Regions from separate parts of the Zea mays genome. Here region 1 is linked to region 2. Evidence: chromatin contacts called from public Hi-C data. All regions are on one chromosome and are shown on one strand. Each heading gives the region's core, a stretch centred on a gene start, on an enhancer-like site or on the middle of the called end of the contact. The rest is flanking DNA. Distances are from core to core; before and after follow the strand shown. Region 1 holds the start of LOC100191512 (acyltransferase). Region 2 holds the start of LOC100285054 (BET1).

Evidence for each region. Hi-C and Micro-C count contacts between places; a contact is called where the count stands out from the background.
Region 1: a contact with region 2 is called in a Hi-C map of tassel, with 2.6 times the contacts expected there. The contact joins the promoter of LOC100191512 here to the promoter of LOC100285054 in region 2. A contact is called at or near these places in 3 of 25 Hi-C or Micro-C datasets (ear, leaf and tassel).

What each region holds. Positions count from the first base shown.
Region 1 is chr1:207,449,539-207,456,833 of Zm-B73-REFERENCE-NAM-5.0, reverse strand. LOC100191512 (acyltransferase) reads right to left here and starts at 1,407. Exons shown (of 2, transcript NM_001136944.1): 1 at 604-1,407; 2 at 1-154. The coding sequence starts at 1,053.
Region 2 is chr1:207,086,628-207,093,926 of Zm-B73-REFERENCE-NAM-5.0, reverse strand. LOC100285054 (BET1) reads right to left here and starts at 3,113. Exons shown (of 5, transcript NM_001157949.2): 1 at 2,953-3,113; 2 at 1,275-1,422; 3 at 7-63. The coding sequence starts at 2,966. LOC109943494 (LOB domain-containing protein 29) reads right to left here and starts at 6,260. Exons shown (of 2, transcript XM_020546663.2): 1 at 5,919-6,260; 2 at 4,757-5,526. The coding sequence starts at 6,197. The coding sequence ends at 5,158.

The DNA of each region.
Region 1 (7,295 bases), core at 158-2,657, 360 kb before region 2:
GGGACAGGGACCGGTCGTGGATGGGCTGCAGCGACAGGGGTACGCCGCGGCAGAGCTCGGCCCAGGAGGACATGAAGTGCCACGTGGAGGTGCCGTCCAGCACCGCGTGGTTGAAGGCGCACCCCACCGCCAGACCGTCCTTGAGCTTTGTGAACTGCATGCATGCAAACGCATCGCTGTAAAAACAAGATGACTTATGTTGCCTGGCCAATGGTTTATGTGCACTGTACAGGCAGCCGCTGTTGGGGTACTTGGTACCAGCAATGCATTACTTCCATCTGCCAGTATACAGTGGGTAGGTTGACATTCAAGACTCATTTACTGTGGAGATTAATGTGGATCGGAGCAAGATGATGTATGCATTGTCTAAAATCGTAAATTTGTTTTTTTTAAAAAAAATACTATGTTTTTAAAGTTTATCCTGTTTGCTGTGTTAACATGACATCATGAAGAATGTAAGGGATTTGTACGTTTCGATTTTGAACAAGGCGTCACGCAACTGATAATTAATGGGAATGGCGTGTCAAGTTTATCCTGTTTGCATGCTGTGATCCATAGCGCGACCGAAAGATCTCGGAAATACTACAATACAACGGCACTCACTTGGACGGCGAGAAGCGGGCGGCGGAGGCCCTCGAGGTTCATGACGCCGGTGTAGGGCACGAGGTGCTGCAAGACCTTCTCCGCCTCGTCGCTGCAGTCCCCTCCGGCGAGGTCGTCGACGGCGACGCCCTGGGCCTCGGCCTCGAAGACCTCGGCGCCCTCGTCGCCCTCGACTGCCAGCGCGCCGCCGTCGTCCTGGCGGATGCGGCCGGCGAGCGGGTAGAAGACGCGGAGCGCGTCGGCGAGCGCGGCCGTCATGCGCGCCACGGCGTCCGGGAAGTCGGGGGCGGCGCGGTACAGGAGCAGCTTCTGGTTGTAGTAGAAGGTGATGTAGGGGAGGTCGAAGGTGGCGAGCGTGCAGCGGTTCTTGGCCGGCGCCACGGTGCGGGCGCCGGTCACGGTCACGGTCACCGCCGCCGCCTCGTCGGCGCTGCCGTTCTCCACGGCCATTGCTGCTGCTGCTGCTGGGGCTTGTTCCTGGCTAACAGTACTAAGTGTGAGGAGTCTGTGAGGTGAGGTCGAAGCGAGGTGGATGGGTGAGTGATATAGGGAAGCCAGGAGGAGGAGGTGGGTGGATCAGGCATTTAATGGTGGATCTTCTCAGCGGTGGCCGGAGAGGCGACGGGCAGGATCGAGCACCGCACAACGGCACGACACGAGAGGGACAGGCAGAGGCCTGACCATATAGTGAGGGAAGAAAAAGAAGAAATCAGGAGGAAAAAATGGCGACCGGGCAACGAAGACGACAGCGCGATGGAATTGAATTGGAGCCTTGGAGGTGGAGAAAAGCGATGGAGGTGGTAGATGGTTCGGTTGGGAGGACCCGGATCGGAGGAGGTGCACATTTATGGCCTGCCGCGCGGCCTTCATGGTTACCACGCGACGCGATCGACACTAGGATGAAAACGGGACGGATACAGCCGGATATAGGGTCATCCCGTATCCTACCCTAATATATTTCTCTCGGATACGGGACCGAATACGGGTAGTTAAGATTCGGGACGGATACAGGACGGGACCGGGTAATAATCCGGACGGGTAAGAAACGGATAACGGATACTACTCGGGTAGGTACCGGATAATTGTCGGGTAGTTCATCCGATGATATTAATTGTCCAACCATCCATAAGTTAAGCAATACATAATCATGTATATGATACATCAGATGTAAGAAAGGAAACCGGTAAAATTGACATCATGCAGTTCAAAGTTGCTTATCACAAGAACATTGTAGAACCAACACCGCAATATTTAAAATTCATAAAATATTCTAGTTCTAAAAATTTGCAAATAAGTTACAAAAACTAATAAACATTTTATATGAAGATAACTCAAGTCCTCGTATGAAAATGATAAAGTGAAGTACTGATTATATTGAAACTTGGATACTTACACTAATTTCACATGTAACTCATACAAATAAGTGAAAGGAAAGAAATGTGGGCATCTTATAGATCTTATGATCCAAACATTTTTTATGGTTACATATGGACATACGTTGTATCTCCGTAAAATTTCACAATTTTTTGAGGCTATTTATGTATTATTAATTTCTTGTCATAGAAAATCATCAAAATACAATTAAATCATTAAAATATTGTTTAAACAAAAACATGATGTATTACAAAGTCATAGATCTCTTCAAGCTCTACAATTTTCATATAAACTTTATCTTCATCCGATTTCATATGTAAAAGTTATGATTTTATAACTATATTATGCAGAAAAAGAAAAAACGGGTACCCGAATTCCGGGTACCCGTATCCGACCCGGGATTTTCGGGTACTGACCGGGTATTAGTGATTCCGTATCCTACCCGTATCCGAGGTTCAATATCCGGGTAATACCCGTATCCGTCCCGACAAACAAAATACCTGTATCCGTATCCGAAATTACGTCCCGTTTTGGTACCCGTATCCGATACCCGTTCCGGGTACCCGTCCCGTTTTCATCCCTAATCGACACACGAGTCTGCTCTGCACTGCCGCTCTTTTTTTCTTCGATTCGAATCAGCCGGCCGCCCCGGCCGGCCCGTATTTTTTTCATGCCACACCTCACATACCAAACCAGCTCACAGGACACAGCTGGTTTGGTACTCTGGTAATTCTTCCTCCCGAAAGGGACCACCACCCGTATTTTTCCATTATAGCCTTTTCTTTAAAAAAAAGCTCTAGGAGTTCTGAAGAAACTAATTTCGACTAGATCATGGAGTCGATCGATACTGTAAACGATAAAAGCGAGGTTACACGTCTCGACACTACAGAACATAACACAAGGTATCACGACCTATCCGGCGTGAGCGCTAACATGACAGAATCTCGACATCAAGATCCATGCTAACAAGGTCGGCGCGATCGATTTTAACATTATTGAGGTCCCCATCCACTACAGAAGACACAGTCATTTTCGATGGCCAGAAGCCGCCAAAAATAATATCTTTGCCGCCGAAAATAAGCTATTTTCGGTGGTTTCTGACCGCCAGAAAAAATCAACCGAAAATAAGCGTTTATTTTCGGCGGCCAGCGACCAGCCGCCGAAAATAGCTTATTTTCGGCGGTCGACAGGCTAGCCGCCGAAAATAAGGGGTTATTTTCGACGGCTAGGCTGCGGCGCCGAAAACAGTAACCACCGAAAACAGCAGCCGCTTATTTTCGGCGACCTCAGTTGGCCGCCGAAAATTAACATTTTCAGAGATTTTTTTTGAAAAATGCAAAAAACAACAACAATTTCATCAACAGTATAATCACAATACAATGACAGAAACGAATAGTTTACATATCGGGGTCCATTACAGTTCACAAATAGTCCACAAACGGTTCACCACATCAGAGTTCACAAATACAACATCACAGTTCACAAATAGTCCATTACAACATAATGACTCCCTCTAAAAGCGAATAACTCAAACCATCAACATAATCTCATTGTAACAATTGTTCGAGAAAAAAAAATACTTGGACTTAATGGCCATGAGCCGAGTCACAAAAGCGAGTATACTCACATATGTGTTCATGCAATGGCTCTTTAGAGTCTTTTAGTAGTTTAAAAAATCTGGAAACCTCTCGTGTGACAGGATCCTCGGAGCTTAGGTTTAATTCTGGACGTAGCGAATCTAGCATCTCATGCATCGCATCATCGCCAGCCCAATTATTGTTCTCCTCATCTTCTACATTCCGGTTGCGTACTACCTCACCATTGATGTTCCCACACCTCAAATTTCGGGCATAAATCCAAACTGACAAAGATCTAGGCTAACTCTTTCCTTATTAAGAAATATACTATTTTTGTGCCGCCTACAAGGGCATCTGACAGTGCTGGTTAATGACAAGGAGAATACGTGGTCCACAAAACCTTTGGTCTTGGCTACTCAATCATCAGAATGACGTCCATTCCTACTCCAACCATTGTACATCTATGTACGATCTTCAGTCATGCCTGAGACTGTTAAACCGAACCATGTCGTGAAAACATTATTTAACTTCGTCAAGGGTATCGGTCCTACATGTATAGGCAATGATAGGTTCTAAACCCACATCAAACTAGTAGGACCCAAAAAAGTTTCGGTAGCATAACCTCGCTGCCACAAAACAATATAAGAAATGAACCACATATACCACATATATTGCTGTCGGTGTTTCGACCCGGGGGGTCCCTGGACCGACGAGTAAATTGTCGCCGCGTGCCCCAGCCCAGATGGGTCGGCACGAGACGGAGCGCGAAGGGGGGAACCGGAGGGAGACAGGCGTAAAGGGGAAACCCGCGGCCTTCGTGTTTGTCCCGCGCCCAGGTCGGGTGCGCTTGCAGTAGGGGGTTACAAGCGTCCGCGTGGGAGAGAGCGAGAGGCTTATGCCCCGCGCGGCCAACCTTCTCGTACGAGTGCCCTAGACCTTCCTTTTATAGGAGTAAGGAGAGGGCCCAGGTGTACAATAGGAGATGTAGCAAGGTGCTAACGTGTCTAGCAGAGAGGAGATAGTGCCCTAAGTACATGCCGTCGTGGCAGCCGGAGAGGTTTTGGCACCCTGTTCATGTGATGTCGTGGCCATCGGAGGAGCGCTGGAGCCTTGCGGAAGGACAGCTGTCGGGGCTGTCGAGTCCTTGCTGACGTCTCCTTGCTTCCGTAAGGGGCTGAGAGCCGCCGTCGTCACGGAGCACGCGGGGCGCCATCATTACTTGTTTACCGGGGCGAGCTAGATGGGACGCCGGTCTTGTTCCCCGTAGCCTGAGCTAGCTAGGGGTAGGGTAATGATAGCCCCCCTTGTGACGTGGTCGGTCCGAGCCCTGGGTCGGGCGAGGCGGAGGCTCCTCCGAGGTTGAGGTCGAGTCTGTCTTCCGGGGCCGAGGCCGAGTCCGAGCCCTGGGTCGGGCGAGGCGGAGTTCGTCGTCTTCCGGGGCCGAGGCCGAGTCTGAGCCCTGGGGTCGGGCGAGGCGGAGTTCGTCGTCTTCCGGGGCCGAGGTCGAGTCTGAGCGCTGGGGTCGGGCGAGGCGGAGTTCATCGTCTTCCGGGGCCGAGGCCGAGTCCGAGCACTGGGGTCGGGCGAGGCGGAGTTCGTCGTCTTCCGGGGCCGAGCCCGAGTCCGAGCCCTAGGGTCGGGCGAGGCGGAGTTCGTCGTCTTCCGGGGCCGAGCCCGAGTCCGAGCCCTAGGGTCAGGCGAGGCGGAGCTTCCTATGGCGCCCGAGGCCGGACTTGGCCGCTGTCAGCCTCACTCTATCGAGTGGCACAGCAGTCGGAGCGACGCGGGCGACACTGTCTTCTTGTCAGGCTGGTCAGTGGAGCGGCGAAGTGACTGTGGTCACTTCGGCTCAGTCGACTGAAGGGCATGCGTCAGGATAAGGTGTCAGGCCACCTTTGCATTAAATGCTCCTGCGATACGGTCGGTTGGCGCGGCGATCTAGTCAAGGTTGCTTCTCGGCAAAGACTGGGCCTCGGGCGAGCCGAAGGTGTGTCCGTTGCTTGAGGGGGCCCTCGGGCGAGACATGAATCCTCCGGGGTCGGCTGCCCTTGCCCGAGGCTGGGCTCGGGCGAGGCGAGATCGTGTCCCTTGAGTGGACCGAGCCTTGACTTAATCGCACCCATCAGGCCTTTGCAGCTTTGTGCTGATGGGGGTTACCAGCTGAGATTAGGAGTCTTGGGGGTACCCCTAATTATGGTCCCCGACAGTAGCCCCCGAGCCTCAAAGGGAGTGTTAATACTCGCTTGGAGGCTTTTGTCGCACTTTTTTGCAAGGGGACCGGCCTTTCTCGGTTGCGTTTCGTTCCGATGGGTGCGCGCGAGCGCACCCGCCGGGTGTAGCCCCCGAGGCCTCAGAGGAGTGGTTTGACTCCTTCGAGGTCTTAATGTGTTTCGCGATGCTTCGGCCGGTCTGGTTGTTCCCTCATGCGAACTGGCCGTAGCCCGGGTGCACAGTCGAGTCCCAAGTTCTCGGGCTGGTATGTTGACGCTGTCAACGGTTTGGCCGGAGCCGGGTTTGCGAGAGCAGCCCCCGAGCCTCCGCACAGAGCGAGAGGACGGTCAAGGATAGACTCGACTTTTTTACATACGCCCCTGCGTCGCCTTTCCGCAAGGAGGGGGGGGAAGCGCCATGTTGCCCTTGGAGGGCGCCAAACATGGTGTCTCCAGTGAGCTGCTAACGGGTAATCCGAGTGGACGTCCGTGCCCCATTTGTTAGGGGTCGGCTAGTGGCCCGGAGGCGCGCTCCAAAAGTACCTGCGGGTGATTTGCCGGACCCGGTCCCCTTTTGACGGGGTCCGAGGGCTCGATGCCTCCCTCTGATGGGATTCCGTTACAAAATAGTTCCCGTTGGTCTCGGAAATGTCCTAGGGTACCTCGGGAGCGTAGCCCGAGCCTTGGTTATGTATCGAACGTACCCAGGGTCATCCCTCGCTCTGCGTCTGAGGCGGCTGTCGAACCCTTCGGGGGCCAGCCTACGAACCCCTGATCAGTAATGGGCGCGGAGCCCGAGTGGCCCGAGGCGGCCGTTGAACCCTTTCGAGGGGCCGACCTTCGAACTTCTGACCAGTAGTGGGCGCGGAGCCCGAGTGCTCTGAGGCGGCTGTTGAACCCTTCCGAGGGGCCAGCCTTCGAACCTCTGATCGATAGGGGGGCTCGGGGCCCGTTTCCTTCGTGGAGAAGGATCCCTTTCGGGGTATCCTCTTTCCCGGTCCCTGTTGTAAGAGAGAGAAAGAGGAAGAGGAAAATGATACGAAATCGAATGACGTGGCGCACCTTTTTTGACGCGGTCATTATGGCGGAAATGAAGCGTCGCCTGCTTCTCCTGCCAAAGGTGTCGCCTGTCCTGCCGCAGAGTTAATGTGACGGGACGAGTGGTTCGCGGGGCAGCCGTTGCGCGTGCGCGAGCCGTTCGAGGAACGGAACACGGGCGCGTCGTCTTCACGCCGTGGGAGAGGGTTCTCTCGCTGTCCCAGGAGGGGACGTGAGCTTGGTTGACGACTTGACCGCTGCTTCCGCCCGCCTGCCACTGCCATTACTGCCGGCCCATTTCTGACCGTATCGACCGTCGCGCCTTCTCCCACGGCCGACTGGCCCGTGACCGATGTGCCTGGTTGGCACTGTTGGGTCATGCGCAGGGTTGCCTCGAGTCGCGGTACTGGTTCCGCAGTTGAGGAAGCACGGTAGTGGCGCGAGTGGCGGTGCAGTTTCTTGCACGTAGCAACCGGCGCGCCGGTTACATGAT
Region 2 (7,299 bases), core at 1,864-4,363:
TAGTACCATTCTGTCCAGCATCCGGTTATGGTTCTCCACTTCTTCATGTATATCGCCAGTCAGCTGAACATACAAAAGATTCAGTAAAAAAACAGTACACTCACAATACCCAACAACCAATAATGGAGTTCAAAGTGGCATCAATAAAATCTCTACCCCTCTATACTAAATCCACCACCACAGTTATGACTAATCTAAGTACACCCAAATTTGTGTACCAAAGTAATCCAACATCATGCAAATGAGTGAATGGCCTGGATCTCTCCCCAAGCCTTCTTCTCTCACTTATTGAAGATCCTAAAGCCAAAATCATCAGATCAGGGTAAGCGAAGAAGGCCTGGTTTGGTGTATTAGGGTGTGTTTGGTTGCGGGACAGCCAGGACAGGGACGTCCCCTGACGTTCTCTCTTGTCCCTCCACTTTTGAGGGATAACTGGGGATAACACTGGGATAGTCCTGTCCCAACCCCTGACCCTGAACCAAACAACCTTATTTGAGGGATCGTCCCGTCCCATCCCATCCTGTCATTGAAACCAAACGCACCCTTATAGAGGGGGTAGAGATAAGATGTGAACCTTAATGAATCTAATTGTTTATTTTCTTTACGAAATTTATCTTGTTTTGTATTTTACCATAGCATTAGCACGGACACACTACTAGTGTGAGAAACAGTGTAGAACATACAAAACTTAAATTTTATGGTCTGTATCACTGTATGCATAAATCCCAGATGGAAACATTGCATTTTACTGATGCAATTTCATGTGCTACATAAACACTATAACACTCAGATGGGGAGATGACATTTTTTTAATTATTCAATTTACTGATTTATGCATGAAATCCCAGCTGGAAAATAATTCAAGTCGATCTTTATGGCAGAAACACCACAAATGGTATATGTAACCATGTCATACCAGCCGGTTGATCTAGAAACCTGTACCAGTACTAGTATAGCTATATGGATTATATGAAAATTCCAATTGCCAAACTATTGCTTTATAGTAGATCTTTGTACAAAAACTAGCTAATTCTGTTCAACATGTCTATCAAATTGACAATTAATCTCATCTTTACGTTTGGAGGATGTAGCATCAAGGTATTTATTATCAACATTAAATAAAGCTGTTTCAAAAGTTTCCAATTATTATCATACTCAACACTGTGGCCCTTTGCTTTCCTGTTTCTAGTAGGATATTAAGTTTCTGCCAGGTCAATTGAAGGCAACAAAATGTTAAAATGGTCCGCAAAGATATGAAAGTGCAGCATACATACTCTTTTGAGAACGCTGACCCTATCATGCAAACTGTCCAGAGCTTGATCATTCTCATGCTCATGAATTTCACGAGAAGAATAAGCTGGAGCTCTCACCCCACCTTCTTCAATGCCATCAAATAAAGCAGCTCTATGGCTACGGAAGTCCCTGCAAATAATAAAAATGGATAAATGACATCATTACCATTTTGCTAACAACCAAAGCAGTGCAATTATCTACTGGTTGTCTGTACTTCCAATGACTGCAGAAGGAATATAGGACAAAGTAGCCATTTTTCATGGCATCCGCCTATTCTTTTCTCAGTTCTGTATAAAATAGGGCACTTTGTAGATGTCTAGTCTCATATCTTATGTATCTTGTCAAATTTAACATAGATGGCAAGTAACCACACCTTTTGCTTAGATCATTAATGGAGAAAAGGTAACTTTATACAAAGTCATTATCACAAAGCCGATATGAAATTGACAGGAAAGAGTGGTAAATTGGAAAATTAAGGATGAGGTACAATCTAATGAGGAAACTGGAAGGCTGTATGCAAGCACTTGCTAGTTGCTGCTCTGTTAATTTTCTTGAATTACGATTAGACTGCAATTCACCAATTACACAGAACGAATGCAGAGCAATTGCAGTAGGTAAGTTAAACTACCAGTAGACCAAGACCTGGCACAGTGACAGTCTTAATTAGTAAGCCTGTGCAATTAGATAGTATCGCCATTGGCTTGCAAAATGACTAGTGTTGGGAAATCATGACAAACTAATGAAAACAACATTTACAAACATTGCCACAACTGAATGTAACAATGTATTTGCATGTAAAACAAAAGAACAGGAATAGACAAGCTTAACTTAGTAAGGGGATGAAACAGAAGATTATTATATCCTACACAACTGCGATCTAGGACCAGAAAACAAAAATACAGCATTTAGCTTTGAATTAGTTCAATGAAAATGACATACGACTAAAACTTGTCTGGCTGCCCTGGAGAAGGGATCATACATGATGGTCAATATTTTTCGTGGATGTGCATATTTCATAAGTGGCTCAGGCAGCACAGAATTCAAAAGTAATCAATACATGCAAGGAACCGAAGAATCAAAATCAATACATGATGGCGGTCGATTAATGGAACCGAAGAAACAACCCAGGCCTAGGGTAAAACTAAAATGAGGACTATCCATCAGAATTCAAAACTGCCAAAAAAAAAACTCCTCATGGTCATGGTTTGACAGAACTGACTGCTAAAGTGGGGCTTCAAGAGGGGTAAATGGCATTGAATTCGTAATTCCGGGAAACCAACCACTGGTACCGGGAAATTAGCTGAGGCGTCACAAGAACAATGGGATTTACTTCACCAGGCACAAAGGGACAAGCGGGGGCGCAGCAGATAGTACTCAGCAGGTCAGGTATTGGAAGCTGGGTAACAGGATCCACCGTATGGTGCAACGAACGGTATAAACTACACAGATTTGCATGGGGAAAATTGTTCGGCACCAATACGGCAATACCACATTACTTCGCGTAAAAAAACGCCACATTCCTAAACACGCAAGCTCACGTTATGACATGAACCTGTAAAAAAAAGGCGGAATAGTTCGTTCTACCCACTAATAACAGTCGAGATAGATAGATATGTCCTGGGGATTGCTCGCTAGGGTTGAGCTATTAAGGATCCTGACCTTCTCGAGTTCATCGGACGCGACCTTCACTGGCCGAAGAGTTCTCACGGGTGCGGAGAAGCCGACGGAGCCTGCCTGCCGGTGTGGGTGGGCGGCGAGATCTGATGAAAGCTTGATGCGCCTCCTCCGTCCTTCTGGAGCAAGACCACGCAAATGGGGTTGGAGTCAGTGGGCCCAAATCGTAACCGATATTGGGCGGGCGGGCGGACCTGCGACACCTGCCTTCCGGTTTTCGGGTTGGGTGGCAACCGTGGCATGCACACTACTGCTACAGATGGGCCCATCGCCTGTCGGTTACGGCCCATTTCAATCAATTGGAGAAGATCAGAAGAAGTTCCATTTCTGCGCGGCGAATCGCCCGCCTTGGCTTCCGGCGATGGACGCCGCCGGGTGGCGGGTAGGGGGAGCCCTCTCGCGTCCAAGCAACGCAGTCTCCAGCCCCGATGCCCTAACGAGATTTCCGCTCCACCAGGTAACGCGCGACCTCAGGCTGTCTAGCAGCAGGTGCAAAATACGAGCCATTGGCAATTTTGCCATTATCATTTGTGGGCTTCGTCAGTATGCTATCGGACCCACAAATCATAGACACAGACGGTCCTACCAGTCATAGACACGGGATGGCATAATAACAGACAGTCAAATTTGAGAGTGGCAAAACAGCAAATTTCTCGCAAAATACTGTAGATAGCATTTTGAAATAAGAGGTGAGATAGGAAATATGATAGAAGAGCTGCTGGAGGTAGCTTCACTCTTACGGTGGCATTGCTGTCCAATGATGCTGTGTTGGTGCTAGTTTGACATCGGCTACGCCCAACACATGCTCGACAATATACTTCATCAGACACGTATATAGTATGGCACATTGACATGTCCTGTTTGGTACAACTGCTGTTTGCAGTTTGTTGGAAAAGCAGCTGAGAAGCTCGTGAAAAGCAGCTTGCTTATTATTTGCCCTTAGTTCATCAGAAGTGTTTTTATTTGGTATAACTTCTGTTTAAATTTATAAAGAAGCTATGAAATAGGTGTGCCAAACAGGGTATGAACTTCAGTGTCTGACAACTAGATGTCTATCATTGCCTGCGTCTTATTGTGGTCGACCCTGCTTAGCATGGAGAAGCTGCTTATGCGCTGTTCAGCATATGACCTGCTGTGAAACGAGACTCCCTCCCTCAAAATCTGTAACTTAGTTGGGTGACTTTTCAATAAGAAACAATCAAAACAGCTTATCCTGGGTGATATACGGCTTGCTCTGATAGAGTGTTTAATGGATTGTTTGAATGCACTAGAGCTAATACTTAGTTGGCTAAAAATTTGTTAGTGGAATTAGCTGGCTAACAAATAGCTAGTCAACTATTAGCTAATTTGTTAAAAGTAACTAATATCTTTCCCCTACTGGACGAGTTTTTTTTTTTAAAAAAGTAGCTAATATCTGAACCATTAACTAGAATGTTTAGATTTCTTTAACTAATTTTAGCAGTTAATTATTAACTCTAGTGCATTCAAAGAGGCCCTAAATACTAAAAATAACCCACAAAAAGACCAGACTAAATAATACATTATGGGTTATTGCTGTAGGTAAGACTGAACGAGAAGTGAAGTTGACATTTAATATAAACACGAATTTCACTGATCCTATTACTACTAGTTTACAGGGTTTTATAGTTTACATATGAAGAGACTTTCGTCAGAAAAGAAAAACTTGAGTCTGCTTTTAGTTCCCCTTTCTTCAGGTTCACATAATGTTCTTGATTTTTTGAGTCCATACTTTATTACCACCATTGTTATCTTTTTGGGAAAAACGAGAGAGATAAGCAATGGCTAAATATACTTGCTTACAGAGTTAAACAGATGTTCAGTACAAGCACTAAAATTACAATTATACACTCAAGAACCTTTTGGTCTCCACATAACAGACTGAAATGCAATACCGTTACGGTCTATTTCGTTTCAATCTTCTATTTATCTGCACCAAATGATGTGTTTCTTATTGAACAATTCCAATTTAATTCTTCTGCAGGAATCATCATGAAGAAACTAGGATTTCTAAACTACAAAAGTGCAGTTTGAAGTTTTAGTTATGAGTACATCAACACACAGCTTCTTCAGTAACTCAATGCCCATGCTAGAAAACTTGATTGACATCTGTAAGGTATTGTTACCAAAACTATTCAAACTTGTACAATAACTATCAAATTCCTCGTTTTGTCAAGCATTGTCCAGATATGCAAAGGCTACTGATTGAAGCTCATCAATATCATGATACCCACTCCCTTGCGTGGTCCAAGAAGGATTGCTGTTGTTGTAGTAGTCAGGCATGCATATATCTGGCTCATAACCTTCAGAATGTTGAGTTGACGTTGATGTGAAGCAATCGTTTGCAAAGTATAACTGCCTCTCACTCTTTACTGAAGAATTGTTTGCCATTGTTGGTTGGTAAAAGAGCTGCCCGTCTTGAATATAAGGTGCTAATCTTTCACAGTTTTCTTTCTGAGGGTTTGATGTCAAGGACCCATCTCCACATCCTTGTATTGCTAGAGCTTTGAAAGACTCTAGTTCTGCTTGCAGCCTGACCACCTATGAAATTTCACAAATAGTACACTTTGTAAATGTTGATTTCTTTGCAGTGTGAATTATTATGATTGAGAGACCTTTTTAAATAATCTAGAATACTATAAATTTATGCATTGTTAAAAAATAACGAAGTAGCGGTCTCATAATAAGATAGGAAGATATGTTTATTATATCATCACACTTAGTGGATAGCTCTTAGCTGCATTTATGAAATTATATGATACTCCAAAACTTTTTCATGTTATAGTTAAGTTTGTTGTAAGTGTTATTTCCTATGAGTCTACAGATTGACTGCTCGAGTGACATTTACCCTTTCTATATTGAATGTGAACCAAACACATCATTTATGCATAACTTTATTTTTGGAAATGAGTGCTAATGTAGAATCTTGTTACCTGTTGTTGCAGAGAAAAGATGTGAGCAACACAGCCATATATTGGATCTTGAAGCCTGGCTTGCGCCTCATATGACATAGTGACTGCAGCCTCGCAACGGTCACTTATTGGCAGATGCATTAGGAGCTTTGAGGCATTGCTAGCCCCAAAGACCTTATGGATAGCAGCAAAGTGCGCAGCCCCGTGCTCATGACAGAAATATGGAGCGAAGACACACCCCTTCACACACTTCCTGCGTAGGAACTTGCACGCACCACATGGTGAGCCAAGGCCTGTCATCTTGGGTCTTCTTCTTGGTGCTGTTGTTAGTCTTATACTCTTATTCTTACTCTTTGATGTGAATGCTATGAATCATGGGGTCATCATTCTCTGCTATTTATAGAGACTAGCTTATGCTGTGAGTAACTCAGTATATTGAATAATTAATTTATCTTGGTCTCCCTAGTGGACTACAAGTTCAATTATTTTAATCATGGTTGTTCCACTCTGAATTCTGCTTCAGATTCCTTCCAGAGTGGTTAAATGACAAACGATGTAACACTCCAAATTACTTATAATTTTCTTGTTGATTGTTTATTAGTTGATAAACTTTACATTCATCTCCCGGACTAGGGACTATGCAGGAGTGGTAGTTGCCATTTCATCAAGAGGATGGAAAAAATAAGAGAGAGGCTGAGACATCTCCCTGAACACCCATTTTCTGATAAACTTTACTCATATCCAAGTTATGTCTTAATCTTACTTCCTTCTGCTAGTTCAGTAAGGACAGAAATATCAAAATCTGCTGAACATTTTTTTTCATATGTTGTTGTCATCTCTAAGTACATGCTTAGAAGCTTGGCATTTTGTCCCCGAGATGCATCACTTATGATTAGATTAGAATTAGATAATCACTTCGCATAAAGTTTGTGTACCACCTATATGGCTAAACGGGTGGACCTCTCATGATATTTATTCTACCCTACTAGGCTGCCTAGACCATCACAATTCACAAATATTAGCTTTACTCAATGTCGCTATTTTTTGAAAGGTTGAAATATATCAAAGGATTTAGCCTTAAATAGGAGTGCATGGAAAACAGCCATCCATGTGTCTGAACCTTGACTTATAGGTTTTATTGTGTTTTAACTCTAGCCTACCCTAACTTGCTTGAGACTAAAATGCTTCATTATTGTTGTTGTTCTATCATAGTAGTAACAGCAGTTAGTTTATTTAGTTAGAATCTCATGGAGGCCACATTACTCATTATGTAAATTGTGGTGCTTCTGCTTGGCAATTTGCAGAAATAATGATAAAGCTTGACCACACCAATTGTGCCACTTTACAGACTAATGAAAGTATATAAAGGAAATGAAATGATCAGTTGTCACTACCTGCCACA